Linked DNA regions of Sus scrofa: region 2 is linked to region 1. The links are chromatin contacts, called in public Hi-C maps. All regions are on one chromosome and are shown on one strand. Each heading gives the region's core, a stretch centred on a gene start, on an enhancer-like site or on the middle of the called end of the contact. The rest is flanking DNA. Distances are from core to core; before and after follow the strand shown.

Region 1 (3,646 bases), core at 642-3,141:
TCACTGAGATGTGGGATCTAAAAAAATACGAATGAATGTATATGCAAAATAGAAACAGACTCACAGATATAGAAAATAAACTTGTGGTTCCAAAGGGGAAAGGGAAGGGGGAAGGGACAAATAAGGGGTATGGGATTAACAGATACAAACTGCTATATATAAAATAGATCAGCAGCAAGGATCTACTGTACAGCATAGGAAGTTATACCCATTAACTTGTAATAATCTATAGTGGAGTTAACCTGCAAAAATACTGAATCACTATGCTGTATACCCAAAACTAGCACAATATTGTAAAAAAACAATTAAACATTTAAAAAATTTTAAAAAGGCACCATGTGGATTTTACTTGATTTTTCTGCAAATATGTCTGAAACAGGCTATCGGCCCTCAAAAGTCACACACCGTCTATTCAGCCCTAAGTCACACGGGCCTTCTCAGATGCTCCTCCTTGAAAAGCAGACTGCATAACCAGTGGAGGCGGAGGCCAGAGACTCAGTAACAAGGAGCAGATACTTAGGGGTTTGGGGGCTGATGACCAGAGGCCTTGCTATGGGGGGTGGGGGGGGTGCGCTCCCTTGGCCAGAGCTGGGGGCTGATGAGGCCTAGGTGGACGTGAACCTGTATGAGTCTATTAAGGCCAAATGCAAGAAGACCCCACTGTGGGACTCTCTGGGTCATGCACCCCCGCACCCAGCAGAGTGGCTCCCCGTATGGGTGCTGGGGGCACAGCTGTGCCATGGGTGGGGACCCTGCAGTCCCCTGGCAGTTCCCCCAGGTCGGCAGAACAGAATCATCACTATCCAGGCTGGTGGTTTCCCAACTTTTTCGGTGATGTTCCCCTAGGCAATTTAAAAATGGAATGAATACTAATAATAATTTGACTAAATTTAGGTGTTCCCCTTAGGCATCTGATTAAATTTCATGAACTCTTTTTTTTCAGGCTTTCAGCCCAAGTTTGCCTTCTCTCTCTGCCTAACTGTGAGGACTGCTGGGCCGTCACGTGGGTCAGTGGACTCACCTCTGGAGGGCGCCTGGGGAAAGGCAGTGGGGTTTGGAGCGCCCCTTCGGGGGTCGGGGTAAGCGAGGGCTGCCCAGAGAAAGAGCACGTGGTCACAGAAGCGCCACAAAGGTCAGGAGGCCATCAAATCGTTTTTCTAACAGAGACACTGAGGGACCAGCTGAGAGGCATGGCCGGTGGGAGAGACGGCAGAGCTGGGAGCCAGAACCTTCTGCATTCTGACCTCTGGGCCTTGCTCCCTCCATGCAGCTCTTTCCCCCTCTCAGCCAGTCTGGGTTCGAGGGAAATTCCTGCGGGAGCCCCAGTAGCAGAGACCTGATGGGCTCCTCAAGATGCCATCTGGGATGCTCAGAGTGACAACCCAGGGACCACCCTGCTGTGCGCGCCTGTGCTCGGCCTGGCACCTTCAGTCCCTCCGGACAGGCTGGAAGCGGAGCGTGACTGCCGCGGGACCCCCACACCAGAGCCGACCGGAGCTGCTGGCATTGAGGGCAGGAGTCAGTAACAGGGCTTGGGCAGTGGGAGGTCCTGGGGGAATGTTAGTTGCTACCCTCTATCACTTCATTTTTTTAATTCAATGAATTTTACCATATTTATAGTTATACGACCATCGTCACTATCCCTTCTAACCCCAAACTGCGACTAATAGTGACAATAAAATAAAACGTGCCTGCCTTCTTGGATGGGCGCTGGTGACTCATTTACATCCCTCTAACTCCCATCCACGTGGTGGACCCCACAAGCCCGAACTCCTTGCAGAGCGCCTGCCCGGGGAGCGACCTCAGAACCGGGCTCCCTTGCCTTCTCCCGTGACGCCGCTTCCACACCACTCTTGTTTCGTCACCCCTGGGCCTGGTTCCACGTTGACCAACAGCAGCCTTTGGCGCCGAGCCACCGCTTGCTCGGCTCGGGGCAGTTAAGGCAAACCGGGACTGGGACTCTGGCTGACGGATCTTCTAGAGCAAAACGGCCGTTCCAACCTGAGGAGGGTGGCCTAGGAAGCTCTGCTTCTCAGGGTGGCACAGCCGTCCTTCAGCAGCCTGACTCAGCCCACCCAGAGGCTCGCTGCCAGCCTCGACTGCCAGGCGGCTGTCTGTCCTCGGAGCCGTGTACAGGGCAGAAGGGAGGCCGTGGGCGGCAGGTCTCAGGGAGATGGGGTAGCTCCCTACCTCCTGGTCTCCGTGAAAACCATCCCCAAATCTTGATACGGCGGGGAGATTGGGGGACCCTCAGAGGAGGGCTTTCTCTTTCCGATGTACTCTTCTATAAAACCACAAAGACCCCAGGAAATAAATGGGCCACGGACACATACTTCACACACACACACACACACACACACACACACACACACACAAATGATGTGAATAAACCTACAGAAATATATTCAAATCATCAGTCATAAAGAAATGCAAAGGAGCCTGGTTTTCAAGCCCACGGGTCAGCAGTGATTTATTTCCAAGGGAGTGGAAGCCGACGTTGGGAGGTGTACTATGAAGCTGGCACCAGCCCCTCCTGCCCTGGGCGAGGCGAACGGGCACATGTCTACCCTCTCCACCAGCCCTTCTTTCATGGGAAAAGGAACATGCTGCTTACAAATTCACTCAGAGGCGTGTAAAGCAAAACTGTAAAGTCTCTTGTTCCTTTGCCAGACTCAGCCCGGACTCAATCCTGCCCTTCCACAGGTAACCACGGGCCAGGCAGCCCTCTGTGGGTGTTCTATGGCACCCACACCCAGCCACACAGACACACACACACACCCCACACACACATTAAAGCGGAAATAGGAGCAGGCTGTCAATACTGTTCAGCTGGATTTTTCTGTTACTATACCTCGGCTTTGTCCTGTCAGTACATCGGGTCAGCTGCATTTCTTTTTAAGTGTTGCTTCGGGTTCTGTGTATTTATTTATACCTTCTCTATGGACAAAGACTTGGGGTGGTTCCTGTTTTTGGTTTTTATAAAATAAACAATATCACATTGAATTTCGGTATGTGTGCATATGTACGCATTAAACCTTTGTACGTGCACGAACTTACACATCAGACTTTTGCGCACATGTAAATATGGAACCCTGTGTGTTTGTGTGTGTACACAAACATTTACATCTTTGTGCACCGTCTATGAATTTGTCCACAATGAAGGCTCACACCTTTAAAGCAGCAATTGGCAACGTGTCTCAATAACTGAAAACGTTTCCCTCTTTGATTCTGTTTCTGGGAACCCACTGGAGGAATAATCCTATTTGTGCACCAGCACCAAGCAGAAGCAGGTATCTCATAAGAACGGCAGAAAACTGGAAACAACTCAGTGTCCATGAAAGGTGTACCACCAAGTGAAATGTCATATATCCTCCCAATAGGATATTAGGGAGGCGCTTGAAATGATGGCCATTAAGAGGACACGGAAAGAATTTATAATAGGACATGAATTGAAAACAGCAGGACGGGACTCACATAATCCTGGTGGGGGGGAGCGTAAGCCGGCCCATCATCTGTGCAAAACAATGGGTGTTTCTTGTGAAGCTGAGCACACACAGCCCAGAGGGATTCACTCCCCACACCAAAGCCCGGTGCAAGAATTGTCATAGAGAAACCCCCTGAAAACACACCGAACAGCGAGTGCCAG
Region 2 (3,646 bases), core at 571-3,070, 91 kb before region 1:
CTGCAGCAACCGCCAAGGACGTTGGTTAGAGGAGCCGAGGCCCCAGCGGTGCCCGTTCAGGCCCGTCGGGGGGAGGGGACTTCGCCGGCCCCCCTCCTGGCCCTTTCCCCCTTTCTTATGGCAACGTTGGCCCACTCTCCCATTCCCATATACGGTCAACGGCTGCGGGAGGCGGCTGCTTGGGGGACGCTCACCTGTTCTGGAAGGCGATGAGCAGCCGGGGATCCAGGATGTTCTCCTCGGGTTCCCACGTGTTATATCTTGCAAGGGAAAAGGGAGGGGGACACAGCGTAAAAAAACCCAAAAAAAACCCCCAAAACAACAACAACAACAAAAAAACCCGAGCCAGCTTTTTGGCCTCCAGGTGGGGAATGACATAAAGCCTTACTCTGTCTTCATGAACCGAAAGCTATTTAGCTGTGGATGTGTGTGTGGGGGGGGAGGGTAAATTTCTGCAGGCCAAACACGGTCCCTGATACACCCTCCCCAAGTCAAAATAAACACACAAGGGCAGGAAGAAAGGGGAGGGGTAAGGAAAATGAAACTAGCAGTTTATTTTGCAGTTGTCAAGAATTTTAAGCATGTTACTGCGACATGTTCCAAAGCCACTTTGCTCACCAGGAACCCTGCGTGCAAAGCAGCCGAAATGCAAAGTCGCAAGTCCCCTCCTCCTCGCCCCAGCCCGGGTCTCCGTGAGGGCTTCAGCCATTCTCCATTTGACCCCTAATCCGATCACCGTCAGCCAAGCGGCCCCCCCAAACCCCCTCGCGACCCTGGAGCCCGCTGTCACGGGCAAGCACCCCTAAATACTCAGCAACACAAAAATATGCCTCTCTCTCTCTGTGTGAGTGTGTGTGTGCGTGTGCCTGCGCGTCTGTCTCCATCCGGTGCCTTCGCATTTCAAATTAAAAAAAAAAAAAATTCCCCACCAAAAGCGCCGCAGTGACAGTTCCCAACATTTTCTGCCTTTTTTTCCCCTCTCCCTGCACCACTAGGAGGGAAGAGGCACACAATTGCATTTTCGTCGCTTTTTAATTTTTTTTTTTTTTTTGGTTTTGCAATATGGAGCCGTTCGGTGGAGGGAAAGGGGAAAGGAGCCATTTTCTGCTGCACATCAGTCAGTGCCTGCGCCCTCCCTCCCTCCGCCGGCCTCCCCGGCTCAGCCCCGCGTCTCTCCAGCTCCTCCGGCTCCTTTTAGTGCATAAATTAGTGATGGCATTTCCCGGAGAGCGGAGCACAACACAGGGCGCCGGGCTCGGGCTCGGCGGCTCGGCTTCCCCAGTGCCTGCCACCGACTTCCCCACCCCCTCCTCCCTCCACCCCATCTCCACCCCGCCTCCCGTCCGCTCCCCCCACCACCCCACCAGCCCGGCGGGTCCGGAGCCCTGGAGCTCAGAGCCTCGGTACCGGGCTCCCCCGCCCCTCGGCCGCTACTTACTTGGGGGACCAGCCTCTCCATTTCACCAGATACTCCACTCTGCCCTGAGGGGGGAAGAGACAGCACTCCATCAGCTTCCGCGGGATCCCCGGCTCCGGCCCGCAGCCTCCCCACCCCCTCCCCGCCTCCTCGCGGGCTGCTCCCGCTGCCGCTCCCCCGCCGCCTCGCCGCCGCCCCCGCGCCGCCCTACCTTGCGGATCCGCTTCTTCTCGATGCTCTCCACCGCGAAGACGTGCTCGCCAACAGCTGGCAGCTCCATGGCCGAGCCGGAGCGCGCCGGGGCGCGGGCGGCCAGCGCGGCTGCAGACGCTGCTGGCTCCCGCCGGCGCCCCGCTGCCGCCCCGGCCGAGGCGCCCCCGCCGCCCGCGCCGCCGCCGCCGCCGCCGCTCGCCCAGCACAACCCGGCCGCCCGCCGCTGCCCGCGCCTGCCCCGCTCCCGGCTCGCACTCGCTCAGACAACTGAGCCCGGGCCGCGGCTGCACAAGAACTCATGCAAATCCGGACGTCAGCGGGCGGGGCCTCGCTGGGCCCTGTTCGGCGTCAGGGGGCGGGCCGCGGCCGGGATTGGCGCAGCCGGGCCTACCGGAGGCCCCGGGCCTGGGCGGCGAGTGGGGCGGGGGGGGGGCGGGCGGGAGGAAGGGCGCGCGGGGGGGGGCGGGAGGAGGAGGACTCCGGAGAGGTGCAGAGGGAGGGATCCGCGATCCTGGGAGAGGGACAGTGGAGGGAGGGAGCGGGACCGGGACCGGGTTGGAGAGGTGTGTCGGCCGAAGGCGGAGGAGCGGGTGGTGGAGAGCTTGACAGGGCCGCGAGGATCCGGCGGCGACCCTTAGCCTGCGGCCCAGAGCCTCCGCCAGCCCCCTCGCCTTCAGTTCTCAGCGCCCACTGCCCCAGGACCCCTGCCGGGGGCCACGGAAGCATCCACTGCAGTTTCCCTTTGCACCCAATTGCGTCACGTGCAGACGCGGGGGGGTGGGGGCTCCGGCAGGGGGCGTAATTGAGGCAGGGGCAGCCCGCGCCCCCTATCCTCTGTGCCCCGCCGCTCGGCCCCGCCCCAAGAGGCTTGGGGCGTTTTGGAAGGCCAGGGGTGGGAGAGAAAGGGCGGGGAGGAATGAGAGGGCTGGGTGCAAAGGCTCGCCCGGGAGAGCGAGGTAGAGGAGAAAGGGACTAGAGGAGCAGGCAGCCTGGGCCCTTAGCTCTCAAGAACCTTACCAGAGGGTTTTCCGATCCCACCCTGGATCTCGACAGCCTCCTAGTTTACTCTGGGCTCCCTCCTTGGCGGGGCGAGGGCCGGATGTCCATCCCCCCACCCCCACCCCGCGGCCAATACTGCAGAGGCAGAGAGGACAGAGAGGGGGCGAAGAGGCTGTCCAGATCTGCTTGGGGGCCCGAGGGTACTTCGTGGGGTCACGAGAAGGGCTTCGAAAGGTGAAGCGGGGAAGGCCAAGAAGAAGTCGAATGTAAGCAGGGCACAGCAGGGCCGCACGAAGGGGAGGTGAATGGAATCGCGGAGGAGACAAGCGTTCGTCACGAAGTCGCACTCCCTGCTCCTCGTGTGGCAGCCGCAGCCGAGCCGAGGCCCTCCCCACGCGGCCCAAGAAGCTGCCGAGTGTGAAGTTTAGCACCTCCGGCGGCGAGACGGCGCGTTCCGGCGTGCCGCTCCAGCGTCCGGCTGGGGGAGCTGCTGCGCCCCACGCGGCCTCCGGAGGGCGCCGCCCGCGGGGCCGCGAGCTCTGTGGGGGTCGGAATGGAGAATGAGGGGGCCTGGGGAGAGGGCAGGGCGGCTCAAGTGGCGGGGGCAGGAGCGCTCCTGCCCGGGGGTGTGTCCGGGCCCCCAGCTCCGGGCCCTTGAAGGATCGGGAGCAGGAAGCTTGCGCAATCCCTTGGCTGAGCGTCCAAGGAGAAAGGAAAGGAGCAAAAGCCGAGCGAGAGTGGAACGAGCGAGGGGGGCGGGTAAAGAGCCATCCGGGTCTCCGCTCCCGCCCTGACACACGTCCCGGAATGCTGGGTGGGGACTGCGCGGGGGCTCCAGTGAGCGGGGGAGGGGCGAGGTGCGGAAGCGAACCCCCAAAGCATGCGCGGGGCTCGTTTTCTCCGAGGAATGCGGGAGAAGCCTGGAGACGGTCTGGTGTTTAAGGACGCACACGTTGACTCCACCGTTTCACTATCACCTCACAGCTCTCGCAGCCCGGCCGCTCCTGCTGCCCAGGC

What was found. A called contact is a pair of places that touch in the nucleus more often than the background predicts.
Region 2: a Hi-C map of skeletal muscle shows a contact between it and region 1, with 2.4 times the contacts expected there. The contact joins the promoter of CBX4 here to the enhancer-like site in region 1. A contact is called at or near these places in 2 of 5 promoter capture datasets (fetal skeletal muscle and liver), 8 of 47 Hi-C or Micro-C datasets (alveolar macrophages, embryonic fibroblasts, epiblast stem cells and 2 more) and 1 of 2 datasets of contacts at active chromatin or transcription factors (skeletal muscle).

The regions. Positions count from the first base shown.
Region 1 is chr12:2,428,611-2,432,256 of Sscrofa11.1, reverse strand. All of the region lies in intron 4 of TBC1D16 (TBC1 domain family member 16), which reads right to left. Among named protein-coding and RNA genes, the nearest start is that of TBC1D16, 46 kb to the right of the region's middle. Within about 2 kb of position 1,891, at least 10 of the 83 cell types and tissues checked have an H3K27ac peak or open chromatin away from gene starts, as enhancers often do. A contact at or near this core is called in skeletal muscle, where this site is marked.
Region 2 is chr12:2,519,087-2,522,732 of Sscrofa11.1, reverse strand. CBX4 (E3 SUMO-protein ligase CBX4) reads right to left here and starts at 1,820. Exons shown (of 5, transcript XM_003131145.4): 1 at 1,629-1,820; 2 at 1,439-1,482; 3 at 195-260. The coding sequence starts at 1,697.